Linked DNA regions of Mus musculus: regions 2, 3 and 4 are each linked to region 1. A link is a contact called in public promoter capture Hi-C data. All regions are on one chromosome and are shown on one strand. The core of a region is the stretch at or near the end of the contact, and the rest is flanking DNA. Distances in the headings are between cores, read along the strand shown. Region 1 holds the start of Alg6 (asparagine-linked glycosylation 6 (alpha-1,3,-glucosyltransferase)). Region 2 holds the start of Dock7 (dedicator of cytokinesis 7). Region 3 holds the start of Kank4 (KN motif and ankyrin repeat domains 4). Region 4 holds the start of Usp1 (ubiquitin specific peptidase 1).

What was found. Promoter capture Hi-C pulls out the DNA fragments that hold promoters and counts their contacts. Capture Hi-C pulls out chosen DNA fragments and counts their contacts.
Region 2: a contact with region 1 is called in a promoter capture Hi-C map of liver. The contact joins the promoter of Dock7 here to the promoter of Alg6 in region 1. A contact is called at or near these places in 1 of 39 promoter capture datasets (cranial neural crest) and 1 of 9 other capture datasets (liver).
Region 3: a contact with region 1 is called in a promoter capture Hi-C map of adipose tissue. The contact joins the promoter of Kank4 here to the promoter of Alg6 in region 1. A contact is called at or near these places in 1 of 39 promoter capture datasets (cranial neural crest) and 1 of 9 other capture datasets (adipose tissue).
Region 4: a promoter capture Hi-C map of liver shows a contact between it and region 1, with 4 times the contacts expected there. The contact joins the promoter of Usp1 here to the promoter of Alg6 in region 1. A contact is called at or near these places in 12 of 39 promoter capture datasets (the 3T3-L1 cell line, the C10 cell line, the HPC-7 cell line and 7 more), 5 of 484 Hi-C or Micro-C datasets (B cells, the G1E-ER4 cell line, erythroblasts and 1 more) and 1 of 115 datasets of contacts at active chromatin or transcription factors (memory CD8 T cells).

Annotation. Positions count from the first base shown.
Region 1 is chr4:99,714,284-99,716,983 of GRCm38.p6, forward strand. It overlaps Alg6 (asparagine-linked glycosylation 6 (alpha-1,3,-glucosyltransferase)), which reads left to right and starts at 1,347. Exons shown (of 15, transcript NM_001081264.1): 1 at 1,347-1,423.
Region 2 is chr4:99,119,590-99,122,289 of GRCm38.p6, forward strand. It overlaps Dock7 (dedicator of cytokinesis 7), which reads right to left and starts at 1,336. Exons shown (of 50, transcript NM_001369286.1): 1 at 1,136-1,336. The coding sequence starts at 1,173.
Region 3 is chr4:98,816,093-98,818,792 of GRCm38.p6, forward strand. Kank4 (KN motif and ankyrin repeat domains 4) reads right to left here and starts at 1,445. Exons shown (of 10, transcript NM_172872.3): 1 at 1,334-1,445. It overlaps I0C0044D17Rik (RIKEN cDNA I0C0044D17 gene), which reads right to left. Exons shown (of 3, transcript NR_151512.1): 3 at 2,383-2,700.
Region 4 is chr4:98,922,429-98,925,128 of GRCm38.p6, forward strand. Usp1 (ubiquitin specific peptidase 1) reads left to right here and starts at 1,382. Exons shown (of 9, transcript NM_001301414.1): 1 at 1,382-1,815.

The DNA of each region.
Region 1 (2,700 bases), core at 97-2,596:
CACATCAAATTCACTACAGTGTAGCATCTTCTTCCAAGTCGATTCCAAGCTTCCCAACACACTACCTTGGGGACCATCCCATAATATTCTTTCCTTTAACCTTGCTGTCCTGCACACTTCCTACATTACAAAGACCTTTACACATCCCCTGTCCCATTGACCCTTCCTAGTTCTCACCCTGGTCTAACCATAACTTTTCCCTCTGACACATCCATTATCACCTGTGTCTGATTTTTCTTTCAAAGCTAAGGTGGCTCATTCAGGAAGAAGCCTTTCCTGACAGTTAATAGTTTACACCGAGTCCAAGTCTTGTCTTAACTCCCATGGACTGTGGTGTGTATACTACTAATGTGACAGTGTGCACTTCATTGTGCTGCTTTCTATTCTTTTTTTGCATGGGAAATGCTTTTTGAAGAGAATTTTGTGAGAGCAGAGACTCCAGTGTAGTCAAACAGGTGAGCTCTAGGTTGAGTGAAAGACTGTCTCAAAATGTAAGGTGGGGATGGATAGAGAAAGACACCAGCATCGACCTTTGATCTCTTCAAGTACACACAGGTAACACATACTTCTTCCCCCACCCCCAATTCACCTCCCCCAGCAATACTCAATATTTGTTTTCACTTATGTCAGAGTTGGTGTCTACAAAATGGCACAAATCAAAAGCAGGGTGTGAGGGAAGGAGGGGGATATTATTTTTGGCAAATGTGGGAACGGATGGTTCAAGTTGCCTGATGGGGCATGTAGTGTCTATTCTGGGACGGAGTTTTTTTTTTTTTTTTTTTTTTTTGGCGGGTCAGGGACAGGGTCTTGCTGTGTATCTCAGGCTGACCCTCTTACTCTCCATCCTCTTGCCTCAGCCTCCCTAGAGGTGAGAATGTCACCGTGTGTAGCTATTGCTGCTCATAGGCTCAACCCAGAGGCTCTAGAAACGGTTTCTCACTAGAAGTAACTTCTCAACTTTACTGGGGCAAGTAGTCTTTGCTTAGCTCTAAGAAAGTAGGCTGGCTGCTGTAGGGCACTGACCCAGGAGGAAGACCTGCCACTCGGGATGAGGACTGGCCAAGGGCTCGCCAGTGCGAAGAGCGCAGGAGCCGCCCCTCACAGGAATCCGTGGGCTAAGCAGCCGCTCAAGCTTTGGCCGTGGTCCCGGGAAAGAGGAGCAAGGGGCTTTCCACCTGCCCCTGACCTAACCCCAGCCGCCAGGCTTCTCGAATTCCAGGGCTTGCACCCCGCCTCCCGCAACGTGGCAGTCTAGCTCTCCCAGTCCCGCCCCTCCACGATGACTCCGCCCACCACTCCGCCCCCTCGCCTTACGGGCTCGCTCCCGTGAGCGCCGCTGGGAGCGCGCGTGCTCCTCGGGCTGTGAGTGCGCAGGCGCATTCGCTGGTTCTCTGCGGGCGCCAATTCTGGAGAGCAGAGGCTGGTAAGAGCCTGGGGTTGCCGAGGTCTGGAGGCGGCAGGCGTCGGGAGGTCCCGGCAGCCGGCTCGAGCGGGCTTCTCGGGGGCTTGTTGGGAGGTCTCGCCCATCCCCGAGATCCCCGGCGTGTGGCTGTCCTGCAGAAGTGACGCGGCCTGGCCGGATTGGCCTCGGCGACCCTGTCCCCGCCGTCCTGTGGGTCTGTCCCTCCCGAGGCTGATGTCCCGAGGGTACCTTAGCAGGAAAAAGAAGTCTGGGACTTGACGGTCTGGCCCCTTGTCGGGATGTGCCTGCTATCTGTGCGTGGCCTCCTGAGAAAGTTGCTGAGCTGCTCTTGCAGGTGGCACAGCAGTCGCCTGCTGTTTAAGGGGGAGATAGCCCGAATGGTGGCACTGGGAGGCAGAGGCAGGAGGATCTCAGGTTTCCAGGCCAGCCTGTTCTACATTGGAGAGTTTTAGGCTAGCCAGAGCAACACGGTGAGACCTCGTGTTTCACTGTGTTTCACACAGGACTTCCGAAAATGTAGTATCCCTCACTCTCTCCTCCCTTCTCCTGCCCACATTTGTCCACCCCGACTACCTTCTCTAGTCAAGTGGGTTCCTGCTTTCTGCCAACCGAACTCTAAGGATGGAAGGACATTGAAAGGACTAGAAATGATCTTTGCTCGCATAGCAATTTTGTTCTGAATAACAAGTGAATGGCATTTCCTCATAAGCTCGTTTGTTGGAATAACATGCTTGCAGAACCATACTGTACATAATTCTACTGGAACTTGTTGCTCATCACTCACCCAGGGAACGTATCTTTTTCTGTTTCTCAGTTCAAATAACAATATTCATTTCATCTCACAAGACCTCTCCAGAGAACCCCCCTCCTCATTAACCCTACCCCCTTAGGTAATTTTTGTTGTTGTTGTTTCTGTTGTTGATCTGTGGCTTTAAAAATGTATGGTTAAATACAATGCAGGGTGTTCTTTCAATTCTTTTTTTTTTTTTAATTTTTTATTAGGTATCGTCCTCATTTACATTTCCAATGCTATCCCAAAAGTCCCCCATACACTCACCCCCACTCCCCTCCCCACCCACTCCCCCTTTTTGGCCCTGGCGTTCCCCTGTACTGGGGCATATAAAGTTTGCAAGTCCAATGGGCCTCTCTTTCCAGTGATGGCCGACTAGGCCATCTTTTGATACATATGCAGCTAGAGTCAAGAGCTCCGGGGTACTGGTTAGTTCATAATGTTGTTCCACCTATAGGGTTGCAGATCCCTTTAGTTCCTTGGCTAC
Region 2 (2,700 bases), core at 86-2,585, 590 kb before region 1:
CAATTACAAATGTTCAATGATAATATGGACAATGCACTATTAAGTGCTTTATAAAAAAAATGACCATTTAAAATTCACGACAACCCAATAAGCTAGATACCATTATTACCATTTTTCAGATGAGACAACTAACATGCAAGAGAATTTCAACAACCTGGTGAAGGTCCCGATTTTAAAAACACTCAGTATTGTAATTTATCTTAGTCTACCAGTAGCACCCATATTCCTAAGAACTTATTTAAGAAGAATATGAAATACATATTTTAAAACTCAAAAAGGGTTCATTTACATCTGATCTTAGCCAAAGACAGAGATGCAATGAGATGTTAGTTTTAAATGGGAAAAAAAAAAAAGTGTCCCAAAAGCCTTAACATTGTGGGGGTCCGGAAACTAATAAAAGCTTTTCTCCAACATATCCAAAAACCTTCTACAAATATCAACAAGCTAAAAAGATTCAGAACCACAGAAATATATACAGCCATCACAAAATTTCATCTGAATGTTGCCTTTCTTTAAGCCTAAGTCGCAGAAATAAGGCTTTAATGAGACAACAAACAAACAATGCCTAGTTCCTTATCCATAAGTACATCCCATAGCTAAATTCTACAAACATCCTTCCATTTTTTTATCTGGACAGGGAGGTAAACTGCTGGGGAACCTTATCCTCGGTGGGTGGTTTACTCCTAGGCCCACGCATAAAGCCCAGTGCGGGTCGGGTCATCCATCTTCCTCTGGGGCCAGAGAAAGAACGCCCACCGAGCCCACGGGTAAGTGGGGTGCTCCCATGTCCCGCAGCCCATAACTTTGCACTGCGGCCTCAGTGTGCCTGTGCAGGCGTGGGTGCGGAGCCGCTGGGGCGGGCGGGGCGTCCGGGGTGCTGTCAGCGGTGGCGACGGGTGCGTGAGCGCCGTGGCCTCCACGCCAGTTCCTTTTGTTGGGGCGCCCGGAGCCGGGGCGTGGGCGTGGAGCGCCGGGGAGGACGCGACTGCGGACACAAAGAACCGCCGAGCTGCCGCACGCCCTGCGGGCCTGGCGGGGCGCGGACTGCAGGCCCGGGACCGCGCGGCAAGGCCCGTGGGCCGCGCCACACCCACCCTCGCACCCCGGGGGCCCGGCCGGGCTCCCCGCCGCGTACCTGCTGATCTTCTGAGCGAAGGCGCGGCGCTCCGCCATGGCTGCGGCGGCGCGGGGCTGGACGCGGGGCTGGACGCGGGGCTGGGCGGCCTCCTCCTCCTCGCGCTCCCGTTCGCGCTCCCTCCCGCGCGCTCGCCCGTCGGCTCTCCGGACCCCACCGCGAGGCTGGGCCGGCCGCTGGAGCGCGGAACCAGGGTACCGTAATGCGCCGAGGAGGCGCGCACGAGGAACCTCTCTCTGCCCCCGCCCCCGCCACCCCCCTTCGCCTCGCGCGCCAATCCCGGCTGGAGGCCGGGCTGGAAGGCCGCCGGAGCCCGCGGGAGCTGATGCGACGCCGGGTGTGGAACCGGGCCGCGAGCCCTCGCTGCCCTGCCGCCACGACCGGGAAGACCCACGACGGGGCCGTGACCGTAGCCGCCGAACGCGCGCGGGGCTGTGCTTTCCCCAAAGGGAAGGTTAGGAAATGGAAAGGGCCTTGCGGCTTGGTTCCTGCAGCTCCTGACTCCAGGCAGTTTAAAGCACCTTTCTTGCACGCCCCGACCTCGTGAGTGGGGTCTAGCTGGAGAAACAATGGCTCTTCTTTGTAGAAAGAACTCTCCCACAAAGGTGGTGTGATAATCGCTGATTTGTGGTGCATGGCCAAGCTTACACGCATGATCTTACTTAATCTCCACAACAGCTCTTTGAAGTAGATTTAGCTCCATTTTAGAGAGAAAAAAATTGTCTCAGAGAAGCTGTGACTTGCCCTTGGTCACACATGGCAAGCTCCTCCCGTGAACGTGAGACCCAGAGCCCAGGCCCTTTTCTCCAAGAACAGTTATCCCTGTAAAGAATTCTCTTGTGAGTCCTTTACAGTTACTCTGGCATTCTCATTTCATATGTATGCGTACATGCATATCCATCAGATGAACTGTTTTCCATCCTTTTGATGTTCTATAAATAGAACCTGTGTCAGTCTTGTTCTAATGCATTGGGTTCTGAAATTGTGAAACTAAGAAAAATCCTTTGGCTTCTTGTGACACCTTCCCTCCTAAATGTTTTAAGAATTTAATATACCTTATTTGCAGTTACTAAATGTCCTCTGTATCCTTGTGGAGCGTGTTAGATTGTCTCTCACCATAGCGAAACCTTCAGCTTGAAGCCTGGTCACTTGCCCAGTCATACAGAACAGAAAGCACTCATTAAGTGGGTCCAGGACTTCCCGTCTGTACCCTAACCTGGGTTTGAACCAGGTGATTGGATGCCTTTAAAACACTGGTTTACGGTGAGGATAGCCCATTCGAGGTGGGTATATATTTAACATGTACTTAAATGCAGGTATGCTAGAGCCCAAATGTGAGCTAGCTGCGGTTCTGTTTTCAGAATATTTGAGTCCATGGGGAAAGATACAGCTGCTCCAAGTCTAACTTTGCTGTAACACTGTTCCAGACCTTTCCATTGTTCATGATAGAAACCCAGTTGCTTTCTGCCTCCTCCCCATGTGACCTTGAGCAAATTACTTAAACAACCGGAACAGTGTTACTTAGTTGCAAGCATAGTGTGAAGATGCACTGAATTCAAGGTCTA
Region 3 (2,700 bases), core at 195-2,694, 900 kb before region 1:
AGGCTGCTTCCATCTGAAAGTCAATCCACCATCTAACCAGTTAGCTTTCAGCCTTCATTCTGACGCTCAGCCCATCCCCAGTTCTCAGGGAACCCAAGTTTAGAATCAGAGAACGCAGCAGAATTCTACACCAGAGTGATGTGATTCACTCCGTCTTGGTCATTGGACAGCAAGCTTCCTGAAGCCAGTGCACGGTTCTGTTTACCTTTGTATCTGAAAACCTTGCCTGATATCTGGTTCTGAACTTTTTTTGTGTGTGCTTTTTCTCTGGCTTTTACATCATTCCTACAACACACTGTCCCTGAGACACATCACGCCTCCTTGAGGTAGGAGGCTGGACTTTAAGGGCAATGCCAAAGTGGACCCCACTTCTGCTTCCTTGGGAAGCAACATGCTTTTCTGTGCCCTGTCTTGAGAAGCTAAGGAGCCCAATTTGGTTTACTCAGGTAGGTCCTCCGGGATTGCACTTTAAACTAGAGATGCCTTCTCTCTTGGCTGTAACCCCATCACTGGCTGCAGGTGATTCTCCCCTGGTCCTGTTTGCATAAGACTTTGCACAAGCCTCAGAGGACATCCTTGAAATGGAATAGCCTCTTTCTCCTGGAAAATGCCCACCCTGGTCTTACAAGTCTGTATCCCAGGATGCTTGGGAAGTAGTAGTCTGGTTTTCTGCAGCCCAGGGTAGCACGATGAGAGTAGGTTCCAGCCAAGCGTAGAATGCATGGACTTTTCAGCTCCTGTCTGTAACTGGTCAGTCTGCAGCGACAAAGTTCTGGGGTCAAAGATTTGACCTTAAAGAAGATGGGGAGGGGAGGAGAGCTAACCAAGAGGCACATGGGCTTGGCAAAGTATCCTCAGCCAGCGCCTAGCACACAGATGCAGGGCAGCCCTCCTCCCTCTGCCCAAGGTCGCATCCCATCATAGCTCTAGAAACTTCACCTAGGAGGAGGGAGGTGCGGGCTGGGGAACAGGCGCGATGTTTTGCAAAATGAAAGAGACTCGGCGATATTTAAGGTAGTCCTGTAAGCCAGCCGGGAGGCGCCCCCAGTCCCGTAAGCTGCATCCAGGACCGCAGCGTCCGTCTGAGGACAGCTGCGAGGGTCTGCACCACCTGAGTCTCAAGGACGACGAGATCCCCCTTCTACGGTCTCCCTAGTACCCAGAGCTGGAAAGCAAGAGCGGGTACCCTCCTTCCCCGACCCTCCGGACTCCCGGCTCAGGCTGCCGCAGCCTCTGCAGGGACGCGGCGCTAGCAGGGGTCGCGGAGCGCAGCGGGCGCAGCCTGGGTCGCGCGGGGCGTGTGTCCGGGGCGAGAGGACGCCAGACCACTTACCTTGGGGAACCGCGGGGTTCTGGCAGGAAGCGACCGCTGTGCAGGAGCAACGCGAGCTCCCACCCGGCTTCGGGGTGCACGCAGCTGCAGCTGCACGGTCTTCAGTGGCACGATCCTCCTTCCTCTGCACCGTCCGCGTCCGGCACGCACCGCGCGCCGCCGCACCCTGCTGTCCCGGGCGCGCACACCCTCCGGGCGCCCTCAGGTCGCCGGGCTGGGCCTGGAGCCGGGACGCACTAGCTGTGGGCACACCTACCGCGCCAGCTGCGGGACTGGGAGCGCAGGAGCCGGATCCTCGCCGCCGCCACCCGAGTCCCCGCCTTCCTGACGCGGCGCGGGCTTTGGTGTATAGGAAGGGGCAGAATTGCGACACCGAGGGGAGGGTCTTAGCCTTGGACAGAGTTAAGAAGAAAAACTTTTGGAAAAGAAACCAGAAAAGTCTCAGCCTGTGTAAGGCGCTTTCCAGATTTCCCCAGGGCTCCCCCGTGCGTTTTTCTAAGTTTGTCTAGACTCTGGAGTCTAGACGTTTCCGTCCCCACCATGGTGGAGAAACAGTATCAGACAGGGTAAGGGTAATAACTGCCCAAATCAGAACACGAACCAAGGCCTGACAACTGAGATCCTGTGAGCAGTGGGGTCCTAGCCCCAGTGTGGGGGTGTGAGAGTCGTTCACAACAGGACTTAGATGTCTCCTAAGCCATTTCCCTTCCAATTTCCTTCCAAATCCATGTTTCAGCTCCACATAAAAATCCGTCTTCTCTTCATACACCCATCTCCACAGCAGCTTTGTACCAATTAAAAGTTACTAAGCTTGAATGGACAGATAGCTAAGGACCACTTGGGCCAACACCTGGAAAGAGAAGTGGAGTGGTTTCTCCTAACCCCTCACAGAGAGGACCAACAGAAGGGGGAGGGAAGGAGATGGCAGCTGGCAGGTATCCAGAGTCCAGCTGTGACCTCCCCTGGCCCACCTTCCTAGAATCCATGCCCAGAAAGCAGCCCAAGGAGTTTTATTTTTGACATCGTGACCCAGATGGGACAGATAATTTGAATCAAGAGACATTTAATTTCCGTTTCGACAGAAACATAGTTATTAGGATGACTTCATTTCCACGAAGCTTTCATGATAGCAGTAACAAATGGGAATGATGGCCTCAGTGCTGGAGCCCAAATAGGAGTTGGGGGAGGGTCTGTGGCCCAAGGGAGAGCAGCCTCAGACTCTGCCTACTAAGGCCTGCTGGGTTATCCTCATCCGGTGAAAGGAAGGAATATGACAGGAGCGGCTCATTTTCCCAGAGAAGCCAGAAACCCAGACATTTAAGTGAGGTCTCTATTTTTTCCGACACCTCATTTTTAAAATGCCGCTC
Region 4 (2,700 bases), core at 132-2,631, 790 kb before region 1:
AAAAAAAATCTACCATTTACACTATTTCAAATCACCAGTTTAATTTCGGTCTTCAGTAGACTGTAGATCATGGAGTACATTCCCTTCGCTTGTTATCCCTACCATGCTGAAAATAGTTCAACAGGGCATTAAACAGGGCAACACACACGGAGGGCACTAAACAGGGCAACGCACACAGTGGGTACTAAACCGAGCAACACACACCGTGGCCATTCAACAGACCAACTCACGATGGGCATTAAACAGGGCAACGCACACAGTGGACATTTAAAAAACAACAAAAAAACCCCACTTGAACGGATTTGTACTGAGTTCTCATCAGCTGTAGTACCGCACTGTGAGATCATCTCACAAAAGACAGAGCATACAGAACCAAGCCCAAACCGGGTGAGGCTGTGCGGCTGCCTGTGGGTCATTCGGTACCGGCTCGCGCCAGAACCCGTTGAAGCTCCAGCCGCGAGACCAGCCTGAGAACTAAAACCCTTGTGCAGCCTGCGAGAGGGGAGAAGGACCCGAGGCTCCAAGGCGTTCGGCTGTGCACTGTCTAGCTAAGGCAGTGCTCATTCTTAACGCACAACTTGAGATAGGGTGGACCGCGGCTTCCTCGGTAAACTGGACGCCCAGCGGGCGCCGAGCAGCTAGCAAAGCGCATCAGCCATTTTCCGAGCGTCTTTGGTAACCCTTCCGGAGAGGGCACGCCAGGAGGGGGAAGAAAAAAAAAAAAAAAGAAAGAAAGAGGCGGGCCTGCACCGGGGCCTCGGCCCAGAAGCCACACCCTCCGGGCTCGCCACCTCCCCATGCTAACAAAACGGAAAGCGGAACCCTAACCTCGGCAGAGAAAGCGCGCACTGGAGCGCCAATGAGCTTGCAAAGAGCCGCTCCAGGGCGCCGTATGCTCTCCCGGGATTGGCTGGGCCTCGTTCCTTGTACTTTTTTTATTGGTCAGACTGTCTTCTCTGCCGGCTAATTGTTTTATTCGTATAGGTACTTTTTGATTGGCTCTTCCTGGTGGGGCGGAGGAATGAGGTTTTGGAAATTGTTCAGCCTGGATTGGCGCATTTGAGCACCTGAGGAAGGGGCTTGTCCCAGTCACTCCCTGTCCCATCTCCCGACCCGTAAGCTCCCTCCCCTTCAACTCGCGAGTGCTAATGTTTAAAAAGAATTAAAAAAAAAAAAAAAAAAAAAAAAAAAGAGGGCGTGAGCGAGCGAGTGAGCCTCCTGCGCGCCAGCCCGGCCTCCTGCGCAGCGCGCGCCTCTGCGAGGACCCGCGCGAGCTGCCCGTGCCGCTGCCTGCGCTGTTTAAACTGCAGAACCCGTTAGGCCCCGGGAGGAACTACCGTTCCAGCTGGTTCCGGAGCCGAGCGTGCCGGGGGCGAGGGGCGGTCGCGCGGCGGCTCGCGCCTTTCGCGCCTCTGCAACGTGGAGAGGAGAACCGGCACTTTCCGTGGACGCCACCTCCAGCCGCGACGCTGGCGCGGGCGGGGGTTCACTCGCGGGGGTCCTGAGACTGAGGAAAACGCGCCAAGTTCCCCCTCGGCGGCCGTGCGGGGACCCTGCGGCTCGGGAGCGCCGCCACCGCTGTGCGCCCGTAGCCTTCCCGGCCGGGCTGCGCCGGGGATGTAGTGGTGCCGCGGCGGGCAGGACCGAGCGGCGGCCCGGCTCCCGCTCCGCGGACGAATGGTCACTCCCCCGCGGGAGGCGCCCACCAGCGATCCCTCTCCCGGGACGGCGGCCGGGCTCACCTGTCGCGCCCGCACTCTGCCCGGCTGGTCTCCCCGGCGGCGGCGCCGCGGACTCGCGAAGGGCCATGACCGGGTAAGGAGCGCCCGGGGTTCAGGGCCCGGGGCTGCGCGGCAGGTGCTGACGGTGGGGAGGGCCCCTTAGGCTCGGGCTGCGCTGCGAGGGACTGCCGGCGGGCGCGGCGACCCCCGGGGTGGCACACCCAGGACCCAAGTGCCCCTCTGCCCACGCCTTTCGTAATGGGAGAGGCTGGCCGGGAGAAGAGATGTTTGTGATCGCAGTGTCCTGGGTCGGGGCTTGCGAAATTTTACCGCGCATTTTCTTGACTTACAGTTTCTCCAGAAGTGTGTACGGCGCCACGTGTCTTAACCCTGCGCCCAAGAGTTTGTTTTTATTGTTTCACGTTTTTCTTGAAAGAAGAGTTGAATCCTATCATTGTACACAGATTTGAAAAGTAGTGGGACTGAGGATTCACGGTGTCATTTGGTCAAGAAGACTTAGGGCTAAGTTCATTGTGCGAAGCTTGGGTTATAGTTCTGGAGAGGCTTTTTTGACTGAAAGCTCTGAGAAGGGACGTGGAGAACATAAGATTGGGCACCCGGGAAAGTGTCGCGCTCTTGGTGACCATCAGTGCTGGCTGGCTGTTTAGAGGGTCCCAGATTGGGTGGCTGGCCGAGATGACGGCCGCTGTTTGAGCTGGCTGATGACTTTTCTCTCACTGGCTCCCAGGAAGACACCTTTCCGGAGTCATTAGTGCTTGGGGGAAGTCTGACAGTTTTGCGAAGGCTGGTTTATCATTCCTAACAGGTCATTTCATCAAGAACATTTAAGGGGCCAAGAGACAAAAATTTAAGTTGCAGATAAGATGGGAAATTTTGCCAGTTGTCCAGTTTTTCCTGAGTTGGTTCCCAGAAATGGTTTCCCTGCAGTGTACAGTGAACTGGGGTGAAATGTTTAGGG